Linked DNA regions of Mus musculus: region 2 is linked to region 1. The links are chromatin contacts, called in public Hi-C maps. All regions are on one chromosome and are shown on one strand. The core of a region is the stretch at or near the end of the contact, and the rest is flanking DNA. Distances in the headings are between cores, read along the strand shown. Region 1 holds the start of 2310047D07Rik (a long non-coding RNA gene). Region 2 overlaps Alox5ap (arachidonate 5-lipoxygenase activating protein).

What was found. Hi-C and Micro-C count contacts between places; a contact is called where the count stands out from the background.
Region 2: a Hi-C map of uterus shows a contact between it and region 1, with 2.6 times the contacts expected there. The contact joins the enhancer-like site here to the promoter of 2310047D07Rik in region 1. A contact is called at or near these places in 1 of 15 datasets of contacts at CTCF or cohesin (pro-B cells), 29 of 484 Hi-C or Micro-C datasets (the C2C12 cell line, CD4 T cells, CD4 single positive thymocytes and 20 more), 5 of 115 datasets of contacts at active chromatin or transcription factors (the HPC-7 cell line, the SCID.adh cell line, bone marrow-derived dendritic cells and 2 more) and 4 of 9 other capture datasets (adipose tissue, bone marrow-derived macrophages, liver and 1 more).

The regions. Positions count from the first base shown.
Region 1 is chr5:149,225,639-149,232,750 of GRCm38.p6, forward strand. 2310047D07Rik (a long non-coding RNA gene) reads left to right here and starts at 3,350. Exons shown (of 2, transcript XR_003956021.1): 1 at 3,350-3,673. It overlaps n-TNgtt14 (a tRNA gene), which reads right to left and starts at 3,436; the gene lies at 3,363-3,436.
Region 2 is chr5:149,283,164-149,290,264 of GRCm38.p6, forward strand. Alox5ap (arachidonate 5-lipoxygenase activating protein) reads left to right here. Exons shown (of 5, transcript NM_009663.2): 4 at 2,181-2,262; 5 at 4,409-4,990. The coding sequence ends at 4,571. Among named protein-coding and RNA genes, the nearest start is that of Alox5ap, 22 kb to the left of the region's middle. Within about 2 kb of position 4,613, at least 40 of the 459 cell types and tissues checked have an H3K27ac peak or open chromatin away from gene starts, as enhancers often do. A contact at or near this core is called in cerebral cortex, pancreatic islet, rod photoreceptor and 1 more, where this site is marked.

The sequences.
Region 1 (7,112 bases), core at 2,100-4,599:
CCTAGTGTCTTAGGGTTTCCATTGCTGTGAAGAGACACTATGACCAAGGCAACTCTTATTAAGGACAACATTTAATTGGCGCTGGCTTACAGGTTCAGAGGTTCAGTCCATTATCATTATAGCAGGAAGCATGGCAGCCTGCAGGCAAACATGGTTCTGGAGAAGGAGCTGAGAGTTCTACATCTTGATCCAAAGACAGCCAAAAGACTGACTTTGAAGCAGCTAGGAAGAGGGCCTCATAGCCCACCTCCACAGTGACACACTTTCTCCAACAAGCCCATGCCTCCAAATAGTGCCATTTCCTGGGCCAAGCATATTCAAATCACGAGACAGAGTAACCTCACTTTTACCTCTTGTTCCTGGAGCAGGAACTCTGGGAGTTAGTTCCTAACTTCACCTGAGGTGTGGCCTCATTCAGGGGTCTCCAGAGCCTGACCTACAAGCTGAGTGAAGGACATTTGTCCCCTGTGCTTCTTGCATTTACCCCCTATCTGCTTTCTTAGCTTGAGTTTTCCAGTCTTAAATGTTCCTCCTCCTGTTTGGTCTTGAAGACTTGGTCCATATCCATCAGGAAGATACAGGTCCAGCCCCGATGATTGCCTCCTTCCTCAACAGCCTAGAAATAATTCTCCTGTGGGTCTCATGCTGATTGCCAATCTCCATCATCCAACCCTGAGCAAAGCAGGATTGCTTCTGTACTGATCTTGTGACAGCCCCGTGTCCCACGGACAACGTGTCTGCTCTCGGTGACTTTGTTTCCCAGGGCTGGCGACAAGCAGTTTGCTGGTTTCAGGGTGGTACGGAAGTTCATAGAAGGAGACTGCTCAGCTGTTACTCTGACAAATGGGGTCAAGGGAGCAAGGACATATTAGGGAAAGGCCCCTGGAAGTGGCCTATAGTCAGCGGGGAATTTTCACAGAGGGACACAGGACAAGGTTGCGTGTGCTCAGTTCAGGTGTTGGAACGAAGTCTTCAGGCCTAAAAATGATCATTGGCACAGCATCCAGGTCCCACTCTGTGGAGCTTGTACCCTCTGGTCACTATGTTCAGTTTCAAGACGGAAGCCCTCCTAATTCTAACAATAGCAGATGTGCTAGGTAAGATTTACAGTGTAAGCTGAGTGTGTGGTGGCACACACCTTTAACCCCAGCACTCCGAAGGCAGAGGCAAGCAGATCTCTGTGAGTTCGAGGCCAGGCTGGTCTACAAATTCCAGGACAGCCAGGGCTCTGTTACACAGAGAAACCCTGTCTCAAAACAAACGAACAAACAAACCCAACTCCCTACAGTGTAGACATGATCATGTGGCCCACCACTCTTTCTTTGCTTCTCCTGTGAGGTATGTACCAATAAGCAGTGTGGAATCTTCATGCCTTGCATTATGGAGACTTCAGAGAGGCATGCGCCTAACAACATTCTAGGGAATTCTCTCTTACTCTGCCTAGTGTCCCAGCCTCCTTTGGGCTTTTTAAGTCAGCAGGTATTTAGTAGAAGCATTCAAGTTCCAGGGTAGCCTGTCGAGTTCCCAGACTCCAGGGCTACACAGAGAAAGCCTGTGTCAGAAAAACAAAAACAAACAAACAAAAACACCAGCAGATTTGGTGCCCTGTGAGGTCTCATCTGCTTCTGATGCTACTGTACCCCATGGTAGAAAGGACAAACCAGTTCCCTTGGCCTCTTGTGCGGGCCATACCCCCTCATGAGGGCCCAGTACTATCAACGGGGAGGAATTCAACACAGGAACTCGGGGGAACACAAACACCCTACCCATAGCAGTCTTGAACTTCATCCTCTAATCCTGAATTGTTTGTAATTTACTTGCTCACATTTACTTAAATTTGCTTAAATTTAACCCAGTGAGATGGCTCAGTAGGTGAAGGTGCTCCCTGCAGAGCCTACAGACCTGAGTTCAGTGTCTGGGACCCCTAAGGGTGCAGAAGAGAACCAGTTTCCAAAAGTTTTCTCTGACCTCCACATGCATGTGGTTGCATGTACATACATATGTGTCAATAAAAATGCAATAAAATTAGACATTATATTTAAAAACTAAAACTGCATTTGACTAAATTCACTGACATCCAGTCTTTCTTGGTCACGGCAGCGCACACCTATAATCCCAGCACTCAGAAGGCTGAGGCAGCCGGGCCATGAGTTCTAGGCCAGTAAGGCCCTGTTCCTGCTGTTTCTGTTTAGTGCTAGGATAGAGCTCGGGGCTAGATGCACGCACAGTACCGTCTCCACCCCATGTTAATCAAGGGCCTGGCGTTACTCTGACACTCATCCCTCAGTTGTCCTAGTCACATTTCAAGTACTCAGAAGCCAGATGTGGCTAGCAGTGAGAGCTCTTGCAGTGTAGCTCGGGAGTGTTTACGTCAACATAGGACAGTGGGTCTCACTCTTCCTAATGCTGTGACCCTTTAATACAGTTCTTCATGGGGACCACCAACCATGAAATTATTTCATTCATAGTTGTCATTTTGCTCCTGTTATGAATCATTATTAATATCTTTAATGCAGAATTCCTAATATACGATCCTAGTGGGGTCGTGACCCACAGGTTGTGAACCACTCTGTAGACTCCCGTTCTCTGTATTCTATAGGAGTGGGTGTAGATCCCAGACACAAAACCCTCACGTCACAACTTCCTGTCTTTATGGAAAGTCTTTTGTGAAAAAAACATAAAACGTCCTCTGTGACAAGAATTCTCTATGTACCCCTGGCTGTCCTGGAATTCACCATGATTTATTTGCCTTACTGCCTTCTGGGTTCTGGGATTAAAGGCATCACCGCCACTCCTGGCTCTCTTTTAAAACTTTTAAACACGAACTTATACAATTTCTGATAAAGTTAAATGTGATGGGGGAAATTGACAGCAGTCTAAGATTAAATATAATGTAGTTAGATTCAAACCCATTGCCCAAGTCTGGGAGCCACTTAGCTAAAGTCAGCGTGGCCTGCTGTCCCCAAACTCTCTGCCCACAATGTTATCTGTTGCTCATCCATTTGGAAGTAGACTGTATTAGTAGGGTCCGCGGGTCGTTTTTTGTTTTTTTTTTTTTTGTTGTTGTTGCTGTTGTTTTTATTTTTTATTTTTTGTTATTATTATTTTTTTTTTCTGAGCCACACAAATGGTGCTGTTTCTGGGTGGTCCCGGTTGCCGGTTTCCAGTGCAAAAAACACCTAGCTGTTCCTGAGCAGAATTGGACCAAACTCAAAAAGCAGACTTACATGTACCCTCTTGAAAATTAGTGGAAGCAGCAGGCCCGCTTGTAGCTTGAGCCCTAGAAAGCTATCAAACAGATTGGGCGTCCCAGGATGGCAGAAAACATTTCTAAAAATGTTTTTTGCTAAAAGGAACGCTGCCGTCCCTGGGTGGGCTCGAACCACCAACCTTTCGGTTAACAGCCGAACGCGCTAACCGATTGCGCCACAGAGACACAGCTGCCTGAGCGGCCGTGCGCTTTGTACACATTGCCGCGGCCAGCATGGGCGTCGCCGCCTCGGACTCCCGGGAGGCGCCAGGCCCTGCTGAGCCCTGCGGGCTGAGACTGCGCGAGGGCGGGGAGGGGCGGAGCCGCCGAGCCCAGCAAATCCTCCGCAGAGCAGGGCGGCGCCGGGTGAGGCTCCGGGAATCTGCGTGGGCTCCGAGCCAGGGCGCCCTGCCCTTGTTCAAGGTTGTTACCGCCCCTCCCCTTTGAGTGTTCTCGTCGCCTCCCGCTTATCGAGGTTGATAAACTGTGGATCTCTGTGTGGGCCATGGGAATTTTATACTTTATACGTTTAAAAACCTACCGCGCCGCCCCTCCCCCGTCACCTCCTGGGAATAAATTCACACCCCTTTAGCGGACTGGAGCCTCCTTCGAGCACTCATGGCTTAGGGGGACTGCAGAATCGGATTTATGGCGATTAAAACGCTCTTTTAAAATAGCCAGTGACGTCTAGGCCTTCCCCTGACTTCTGAATTTAACTCACTGACTTGGGGTTGCCTTGGGAGGGTTGGGGTAGGTAGCATTGTGCCCACTCAGAGGAGGGGGAGGGGGAGGGAGAGAGGGGGAGGGGGAGGGAGAGAGAGGGAGGGGCAGAAGGGAAGGGAAGGAGGAAGAGAGAAGGGAGGGGGAGAAAGGATAATTCTTTGATAAACCTGCCAGAGCCCCTGTCAGACCTCTCCTTCCCCCATCACCCCAAAGACCGGGAGGGGAGGAGGGGGCAACTTCACAGACCTCAGGTCCCGCTCTTCAAGCTTCCATACCCTTCCTCCTTTTAAAAAAAATTAATTATTTCATATATTTACATCCCAAATACTGTCCCCGTTCCCGCCCTCCCCCCTTTCTCTTGCTCCTCCTCTCTTTGGCTCTTCCTACTTAGCTATTGCTACTCTCTTGGTATAAATTGAGCCATATTTCAAAGACTTATTTTAATCATGTATCTGGGTGTTGGCGTGTATCCTGAGTTCAGCGCCCTCGGGGTCAAACGGGGCGTCGCATTCTCCTGGAGCCTGCGTTGGAGGCGATTGTGAGGCTCTCAAGGCGGGTGCTGGGAACTGAGCGCGGGTCCTGTGCAAGAGAGGAGCTCTCAACCACCTATCCATCGCTCCAGCTCCATTTTAACCCCTTTAAAGCTTACGGTTCAAACGGAATTAAGTGCACTTATATGTTACCAATACTCCCATCTATTAAACAACTCCCACCTCCCCTTTCTTTTTCTAATAAGCCTCATTCTCTCTTCTATCTTTACTAATTTAATTATTCTTAAGTAACTCCCCTAGGTGGAATTACCCAGTCTTTGCCCATTTGTGACTGGCTGGTCTCAGTGATGTCCTGATGACGTATCCGTATCCGTACAGTAGCGCTAACCCTGATTTCCGGCTCTTCTATGCTGAGTACTAGTTAGCTACATATCTGTGCTACACTTTGTTGGTCCTTCAGCTCTCCGTGGCTGACTTCTAGGAAGAAGGCTGTACTGACATCTATTTGAGTCTCTTAATTTTGTTGAATCCAGAAGTTGAAGATCTGTGTCTGCCTGATTGTATATTCTCACAAGTTTCCAGTATCTTCACGTTTTTAAAACTGACAACCATCCTAATGGAAGTGTTTTACATTACCCTTCTACTAGTAACGCCTCTTTTCCGGACCCTTCTTTTGAATTGTAGAATTCTCTTATTTTTCTTCTATGTGCTCTACTAGAATCATAACTAAAATAACCCAATTATTTTAACCTACATTCTGCCATGTGGCTGGTTACCTATGCTCAGGTACCATGTGTCTATCTCATCACATCTTCCCAGGCAACTCTTTAGTGTGCCTCCCGGATGTAACACCTCCTAAATTTCCTGCCTGTGGGAAGCCGCATGTGCCGTTGCAGAGTGGCACTGACTACTGCTGGCCACCACGCATAAGTTTGGACCAACAACCAATGTGAACATATGCAGTAAAGTTTTTTGCAAAGACACTGCCTGGCCGGGGCATGATAATAAGGCTTTGAGAGTATAACCAATCAGATGTGAGACATGCAAATGAGGTATGATAATGAGGCTCTGTGAGGTACAGAGAGAGAGAGAGTAGCCAATCAGATGAGGAACATGCAAATGAGGCTTAGTGCATAACCAATCCGGGTGTGAGACACGCCTCTCCTAGGCCTATATAAGCAGCACCAGTTCTGGGCTCGGGGTCTCTTCGCCTCTGCAATCAAGCTCTCCCAATAAACGTGTGCAGAAGGATCCTGTTGCAGCGTTACTGCTGGCCAGTCTGGAGCGCGCAAGACCTGCCATAGGTTACTGGCTTTTTAATTGACAGGTGATGCATCCATACAATACATGAGCTAGTCTCTCCACAGATGCTTCTGTCTGTCAGGTAATTAGTCACGGTAATAAGAAAAGTAACCAATGCAGGTAGGGCAAGGATCCTCATGTGCAGAGGGAGGTGAGGCAGGACAATGATGGTGAGCTGCACGCACACTGTGAAGGGAGGCTGGGTGAGCCAAGGGAGAAGAAGCAGCAGAGTGGGTGTGGAGAGGGGAACTGGCTGGCAAGACACCTGGATGCCAAGTGCAACACCCACATCCCAGAAACTGTCTTATTGTGTGTCCATGGGTGGTGCTCCAGAAAGACAGCCATATCCAACAAAAGGACCGTCGACCATGATTATAGGAATAAGAACCAAGACTCCAGTAGGGGTTTTAATTGGGAGCGAAGAGGGCTGATGCAAAGCACACAGCATTGGATGTGGGAGATTCCAACTCGGGCTAGCAGCAGCAGAGAGAGTGCGAGCAGGTGGATGGAGTGGTCTGAGATCTGTTGTCTCGGGGGCAATGTACACCACATCTCCCTGGCAGTGTAAGGAGCAGGATGTTTTCATGTAAGATACAGATCAGTGGTCGGTTTGCCGTTGGTCTCATCCTGTACCTGGTAGGTAATGAGATAAAGGCACAAAGGACAGACATATCTTACAGAATTTTAACGGGAAGACAGAAGCTCTCGGTGGATGGCGGGTGTTGTGGACTAAGGACAGGACAGCCTCTCTGTCTCGCTCTCACAAAGGTCTCTCTCTCTCTGTAGTGACTGCAGCTTCCCCCCACCATGCTGTGTAAGCAGACGGCTTCTCCTAGAGTCACTCTGGCATGGCATTTTATCATTTTTATTGATTTTTCTTAATTTAAGACATACAAAAGTGTATCTTCCATTTGAAAAAAAAAAAGAAAGGCAATTGTGTTTCTTTTAATTGCTTTGGGGCCGTGCTTTCTTTCTGCTGATTTACTCTCTTAATAAACAGGCAGTCCTACGGTGAGACCGTTTTACTTGTATAATCAACTGACATCATTTTTTTTTAAATGAAACTAACCCACTGCGGGCTGGAGAGATGGCTGGAGTTCAGACTGCTGGTGATTTCAAAATGAGGCCTTGAGAAGCAGAAGATTGAGGGAGACGGTGGCTGGGGCCAGGGTATCGGACCACTGTGTACCCCTGGGTCACTGAGGCACAGTTGTCTGCTTTTTTTTTAATATTTATTTACTTTTATTTTATGTTTATGGATATTTTGCCTGCATTTGTGTCTGTGCACCGTGTGAATAGTTGGTCCCCATGGAGGCTATCAGGCCATTAGGAGTCACCGTGCTGGG
Region 2 (7,101 bases), core at 3,363-5,862, 59 kb after region 1:
GGCAGTTTACAACCATCTGTAACATTAGTTCCCGGGGAATCTGGCTCCCTCTCCTGGCCCCTGTAGGTACTGCATGCATGTAGTGCACAGACAGACAAAACACTGGTACCATAAAATAAAAATAAATGTTAAATAAAAAGTGTTTCTTCCATATGGTTCAAGTTAACAATGGGCACTCCGTAAGTGTTATTGATGCTGCTGGTGGCAGTGATAATAAGGTTTTGAAATCAAATCAGAAAGATCTAGAAATCAGAGCCACCTTTGTGATACTTGTGGACTTCACTAAACATTTATTTGATAAGTATTATTGAAAGCCTATATGTTCCAGGCCTATGCCAAGTTCAGAGGTGACCTGGGAAAGACAGCTGCTCTCATGGACCTTTGTTCTTTGCTTAGATTTCTCCTGCAAGACAGAGACTGGAAAGCTGCCCCAGTCAGCAGGTGGCTTTGGAGCCAAAAGTGCCTGGCCTGTGTGACGTTCTCACTCATGGAAGCTACTTTGGTGTTTGCATAAGGCTGGAGGCTTTCAAAGTGGTTTTGCTCACATAGTTCTATTTTTACTCCAACACTCTTTCTTAAAAGATAGAAAGGCTATAACCAACCTCCTCACATAGTAGGAGAGTTGCAACCAGCCTTTGCCCACACAAAGTAGAAAGAGCTGTGCCCAGCCTTTATCTAAACATAATAGGAGAGCTCTGATCAGACTTTCTACACACATAGTAGGAGAGCTGTGACAGGCTTTTATCTTCACATAGTAGGAGAGTTGTGACCAACCTTTTCCCACACATAGTAGGAGACTAGCCTTTGACTATACATAGTAGGGGAGCTGTGGCCAGCCTTTAGTCACACATAGTAGGAGAACTGTGACAAGCCTTTATCTATACATAATAGGAGAGCTGTGACCAGCCTTTCTACACACATAGTAGGAGAGCTGTGACCAGCCTTTATCTACACAGAGTAGGAGAGCTATGACAGGCTTTTATCCTCACATAGTAGGAGAGTTGTGACCAACATTTGTCCATACATAGTAGGAGAGTTATGACAGACCTTTATTCTCACATAGTAGAACTATGACAGACTTTTATCCTCACATAGAGGGACAGTTGTGACCAGTCTTTGTTAACACATAGTAGGAGAGCTGTGCCAGGTCTTTATTCACACACATGACCAGTATATCACCCTACTCGTAGGATACTGGTGTTTTCAGCTCCCAAAGCTAAATTTAGGATTTTATGAGGGTGACTGGGGTGCTGTCAGCAGCTATTTATTTACCCAGAGATTGGAATGCAAAGAGAACTCCTTCCCTAGAGGCCGGAAAGTGTGCTTTGTGTACCAGAAACCCCAGGGACACAGAGTATCATCTCAAGAAAACCAGACTCAAAATTGGGGCTTTGGTTGAAGGCGTGAACATTCCCTGCGTTCCTTCCCAGCTGATGCCCCATGCAACTCCCCCAGGCTGCCAGAGTTCAACTTCCCATATCCAGAGATAAACACGTTGAAGGATGCCCTACTGCTGGTACCTAAGCCAGCACGTGTAGGATGCCACAGAGCTGCTGAGGCAATCTATTCTTTAGGCTCTGCTTCCTCCCAGTCTTGTGACTCGTTTTTGAACTGTATTCATGCTGCCTGTTTTTGCCAACATGACACAAACCTAGATGTATCTGGAAAGAGGGACTCCTAATTGAGAAAATGGCTCCATCAGACTGGCCTGCAGGCACACCTGTGGAGTAGTATATTTACTAATGACTGGTGTCAGAGTGCCCCTCCCACATGGCTGGTGACATCACTGGGCTGGTGGTCCTGGGCTGTGTAAGGAAGCGAGCTGAGCAAGCCATGAGGAGCAAGCCAGGAAGTACTGCTCCTCCGTGGCCTCTGTGTCAGCTCCTGACTCAAGGTTCCTGCTTTGAGTTCCTGCCCTGACTTCCTTTAATGTTGAAGTGTGATGTGGCAGTGTAAACCCAAAGAAAACCCTTTCTTTTCCAAGTTGCTTTTGGTTATAATGTTTTTCCCAGCAACAGAAACCCGAACGAAGGCAGTTTGCTAGCCTCCACTTACAGAACCCAAGGTCTCTGCTGGATTTTGTGGTCAGACACTAATGGCTTAACCACTGGTACTGTTGTGTGAACAACTGCTTGGGAGACCGCGAGACTGACGTGTGTGTTTTCGTTTCTCCACTTTAGTCCCTGCCGCCTTCGCCGGACTGATGTACCTGTTTGTGAGGCAAAAATACTTTGTCGGCTATCTGGGAGAGAGAACTCAGAGGTAGGTCCCAGGGTGCTATAGAACCTGATGTGACCTCTGCTTTCCCAGTAGGAGGGTGTGGAGCAACCCTCTGACTGCCACTGAAGGTTCGTCGGGACCTCCTTGGATGAAAGGAGGACAGACTAAGATTCCCACGTCCCAGAAATTTAAGGAGTCTGAGAATACAGCTGGAGAGTTGCCTGGTTTTCCTGTTAAATTTTTCCTTCGCACAGCCTTGATTCCTAGGGGTGTTTTAGCACACCGGGCTGTACACTGCTTGCACCTGCACGCCCAGCTGTTCTCCGTGGTGGAGTCTGGGGCGGCAATAACTTTTTAGGTAGGTCTGACTTCCCAGGCCGCTTGTGAATTAAGCATCTCATCGTCAAGAGAAATGAGAGCTAATGTTTGCATCTTACCATGGGTTCTTTTGGACCTCCAGGAGTGCTGAGGATACGAGATGTAGAAATCTCCAAGCCCCGGACAACAGACAATCCTTGCACTGTCTAGAGTTGAGCTGCACCCAGCCTTCCTCAGCACTTGCCTTCCTTTGGCTACGCCCCACACCCCCACCGTTGCCCCTAACTCCCGACTCCCTGATTCTATCCTTGCAGTTCACGTGTTGGGAAGAGTCAAAATTGTCTGGACAGCATAGTCACTGTGGCATGTGCACACACACATCACCAGACAGCATTACAGAATTTTAAGAGAAAGAGACCTAGTGACCTACACCCTCTGATTGTACCCCACTTCCTAAAAGCCCGTTCAGCTATGAACTGATGAGGCCGGTGCCCTCGTGATCCCAATTATTTGTTAATAGTGCCACCAACTGGACACCCTTCAACATATGGGACTTTAGTGACATTTTCTACCCAAGTTGTTAGCCAGCTAGCAAGAGTGGGGCTTCTCGGCTTCCATTGTCCGTGTGTCACACAGGGAGCTTGTTGAATGCAGCGGGCTTCATCCTGCTTTGAGAAGGACTGGGGGATTGGGCTTCTGCTAGGCTCCCACCACACGCTGATGCTCTTAGTCTGCGGATGACAGAGTAGCGAGGAGGTTGGTACCCAACAGCTGAGCAAATACTTGCTTGCTATGAGAGTTGAGAGCCTCTGGGGTTCCTTTCAACTAGTTAAAATTTCTGGTAAGGCAATGTGGGACTGCAGGACGCTGGCTTTGGTGCCCTCTGTGACAGTTTGAAACAGCCTGTGTCAGCTGGAGCTCACCTGTCCCGCTGGTTTTGCTCTAAGCTCCAAATCAGGGCTGATTGCCCCATGCCATTGCTGGTTCATTACTGAAATCTTATCTTGACAAACCGTTTCACTGGCTATTCCAGACATGTCAGCGCCACTCAGATGGGCCCAGGCCCAGCAGCCAAGGGTCTTGCAGAGGGACAGAGGACATGGGTAGCCTTGGCACGCCATTAGACAGTCACTTCTCATGAGGAATCTCCTCCTATCTCCAAATGATGATGCTCTGTGTAAAATATTTAGGATGGAAAGGGGAGGGGAGAGAAAGGAGGGGAGAGGAGGGAAGGGAAGGGGAGAGGAGGAGAGGGGACGGAAGGGGAGGGGAGGGGATGAGAAAGGGAGATTAAAACTTCTTTCACTCCTCTGGGATGTGTTTCCATCGCTGGGTACTTGTCTCTCATTAGGGCCAACCTGACTTCTTCCCAGGCAACCTCAGGAGGGAAAGGTTGAACCCTCGAGGGCGGAAGCACCTTCACCGGTGTATTTAAACCATCTCCTGAGCACAATGTTCATTACACCCCAGCCTCCAGTGAGAGCCTTAGAGGCGCTCCTGACAGGGAACACCCTGTAGAGGGCTTAATGAGTCCACGGTGCTCCCGAGCCTCAGTCCGACTCTCTGAGCGCAGTTAGGCCTTGCCAGCCTTCTGTCACCTGGAGTTAAGGACAAAAAGAGAACTCAGGGAAGCCAGAGCCACTGAGCCCAAAGGATGGCAGGCTGGAAGGCGGGCTCCTTCACCTGGCTTTGAAGCATGCGCAGTGCTTAATTACAGGAGGGTCGTGCCCATCCTTGCTATGAAGTAAGTGGGTAAATAGAGCGAGTAAACGCGGAATAATTTAACGCCCCGTGTCTGGAAGTGGCGGCGTCACTGGGTGAACTGGGTGTCGTTTGTGATGCATCTACGGCCCCCTCCCTTCTCTCGCAGCACCCCTGGCTACATCTTCGGCAAGCGGATCATCCTGTTCCTGTTCCTCATGTCCTTCGCCGGGATACTCAACCATTACCTCATCTTCTTCTTCGGAAGCGACTTTGAGAACTACATCAGAACGGTAAGCACGACGATCTCCCCGCTGCTTCTCATCCCCTGATTGCTGGAGACAGAGAAGGACGCTCACCAGATCAATAGAGACGCATCATAACGCAACGCCGCGAAGGCTTCTGCTCCTCTTCAAGCTGTAGATGCTGTCAATCTTGCTGCCCTCGGGGCTCTGTGGCATCCGTTAACTTTGCTTTTCCGGGAAGAAAAATGTCTTGTGCTAGCTCCACCCCTCGAATGCGGCGGTGGCCCAGGATTTATTGTCTACATCCAGCCTATACTTCTCCTGGCTTATCCTGCTTTCTGAAGATGTCTTGTAATCAGACACGTGTTTTCCTAAAATAAAGGGTATAGACAAAATTTAAGCCCATGGCTCAGATTGGGGTGATATTTCTGTATTAGCTATTAGTGTTTCTTCAACCTACATGATGATAATTAAAATCACAATTTCCATATATGGACGCTAACGTCTTCAAGAGTCTTTTATTGACTGAGTACCTTCCCCGTCCCATATTTGGATTAGGTTGGGATCTTAATTCACTAGGATCATGCCCAATATTACTGCATCATGCAGCTTACAATGTGCTCTAAGAGTTGAAGATAATGCCAGGCCACCAAACAAACATGACAAAATGGATTCACAGGTCACTTGCTGGCTATAGTCAATGAACAGATTTCTAATGCTGTCAGCTAGGTGTCTTTGGGACAAAGAGGGAATCTTGGAAGACATGGGTGTAGTCAAATGTCCAAGGCAGCTAACAGGAAAGGTGTTCTTTTGGGGCCATGCACAGTGAGCTCAGTTTGATTTTCCTTATATAACTTAATTTTGGGGGGATAGTATATTAGAGTTCTCTTGAAGGGGCAGCACTGATTTTATATGTATATATATATATATATATATACACACACACACACATATATATATATATAATGCACATGCACACACATCTATAAATTATATATATATATAATTTAGTACTAAATATATATCATATTTAAATTTATTATTTTATATACACATTTTATTTCAATATGTAAATATATAATATATTTATATGATATATAAATATATTTATTACTATATGTTATATATTTTCTATAACATGTATTTATTTTATAAATTTATTTCATAAATATAAATATATTTATAAGATATATATGTGTGTATATATATACATGCATATATATATATATATCATATATATGCCATATATATAGTTGGTGAGCTTACTAAATTGTATCTGGTGGCTGTCTCACATTGGAATTTGTAGTCGCTCAGTCCAGAAGGCTGGATGTCTCAGCAGCCCCAAGCTGGTGCTGAAGGCCTGGAGAATTCCTGGAGAGTTGCTGGTCTTCAGTCTACATTGGAATCCCAAAGAAGCCAGTTCTACTACCAAAAGGGATGCCACAGCCATGAGATAGATGAGCTTGTCAGCATGAGTGAGAGCAAGCAGGCAAAAGGCAAAAGCTTCTGTTTTCCATGTCCTTGTATGTGGGTCTTCCCACCACAAATGACCCAATCAGGAAAATCCCTCACAGGAGAGCCTGGTGGCTTGGTTGGTTCCAGAACCAACCAATAACCAAGTTAGTTTGTCTACAAATGGGTCTTTGTGAGCCTTTCATACATATACATTGCCATGCCTGGTTTTTATCCTGACCTCCATTCTCTGTCATTTCTTTGTCCTTCTTGCTGATTTTCTTTGTCCCCAAAAGTCTCCCTTTGCATTCTTGTCACATAGATCTCCTTGTCCCTCTTGTCTATCCTTCCTTTCTACCTCCTCCCTCTCACAATTGCATATCTATTTTCTCGTTGCACACACACATGCATACACACACTGACAGACACATAGACACATACATGCACACACAGAGATACACACATACATGCACACATGCACATGTGTGTTCACAGACACACACATAGATGGCACACAGACATGTGCACACACAGAGACAAACACACACACAGACTCACGCGCACACACACAACCCAGATACACACACACAGACATATGTGCACATGCATGTGCACAGACACACACAGACATATACACCCAGACACATACATGTGTGCATTATGTGCACACACAAACACACACATACACATATACACATGTGCACATGCACACACACACAGGCACATACAGAGACATGCACACACACAGACCCCCCCACATGCACACACACACACAGACATATGTATGTGTGCACACATGCACACACATCTATAACCGTTTATCGGAGAAAACACATGCTATTGTCTTCCTGATTTGGCTTATGTTACTCTAGTTGAATCCTTGTTCCTGCAAATGTGACAGTTTCATCCTTGTAAACTGTAATGAAATCTCATGTGTATATAAACTACATTTCCTCTATCCACTCATATTCTGGCTGTATGTCTTAGGCATTGTAACTGTCACATCAATAAACATGGGTCTGCAAGTATTCTGCAAGCATTCTGAATGACTCAGGGTCATTCAGGCACGAACCCACTGGTGAGGCTGATCAAATGTGATATATATAAATGTCATTATATATATGACATTATATTACATATATATTACATACAAATATTACATATG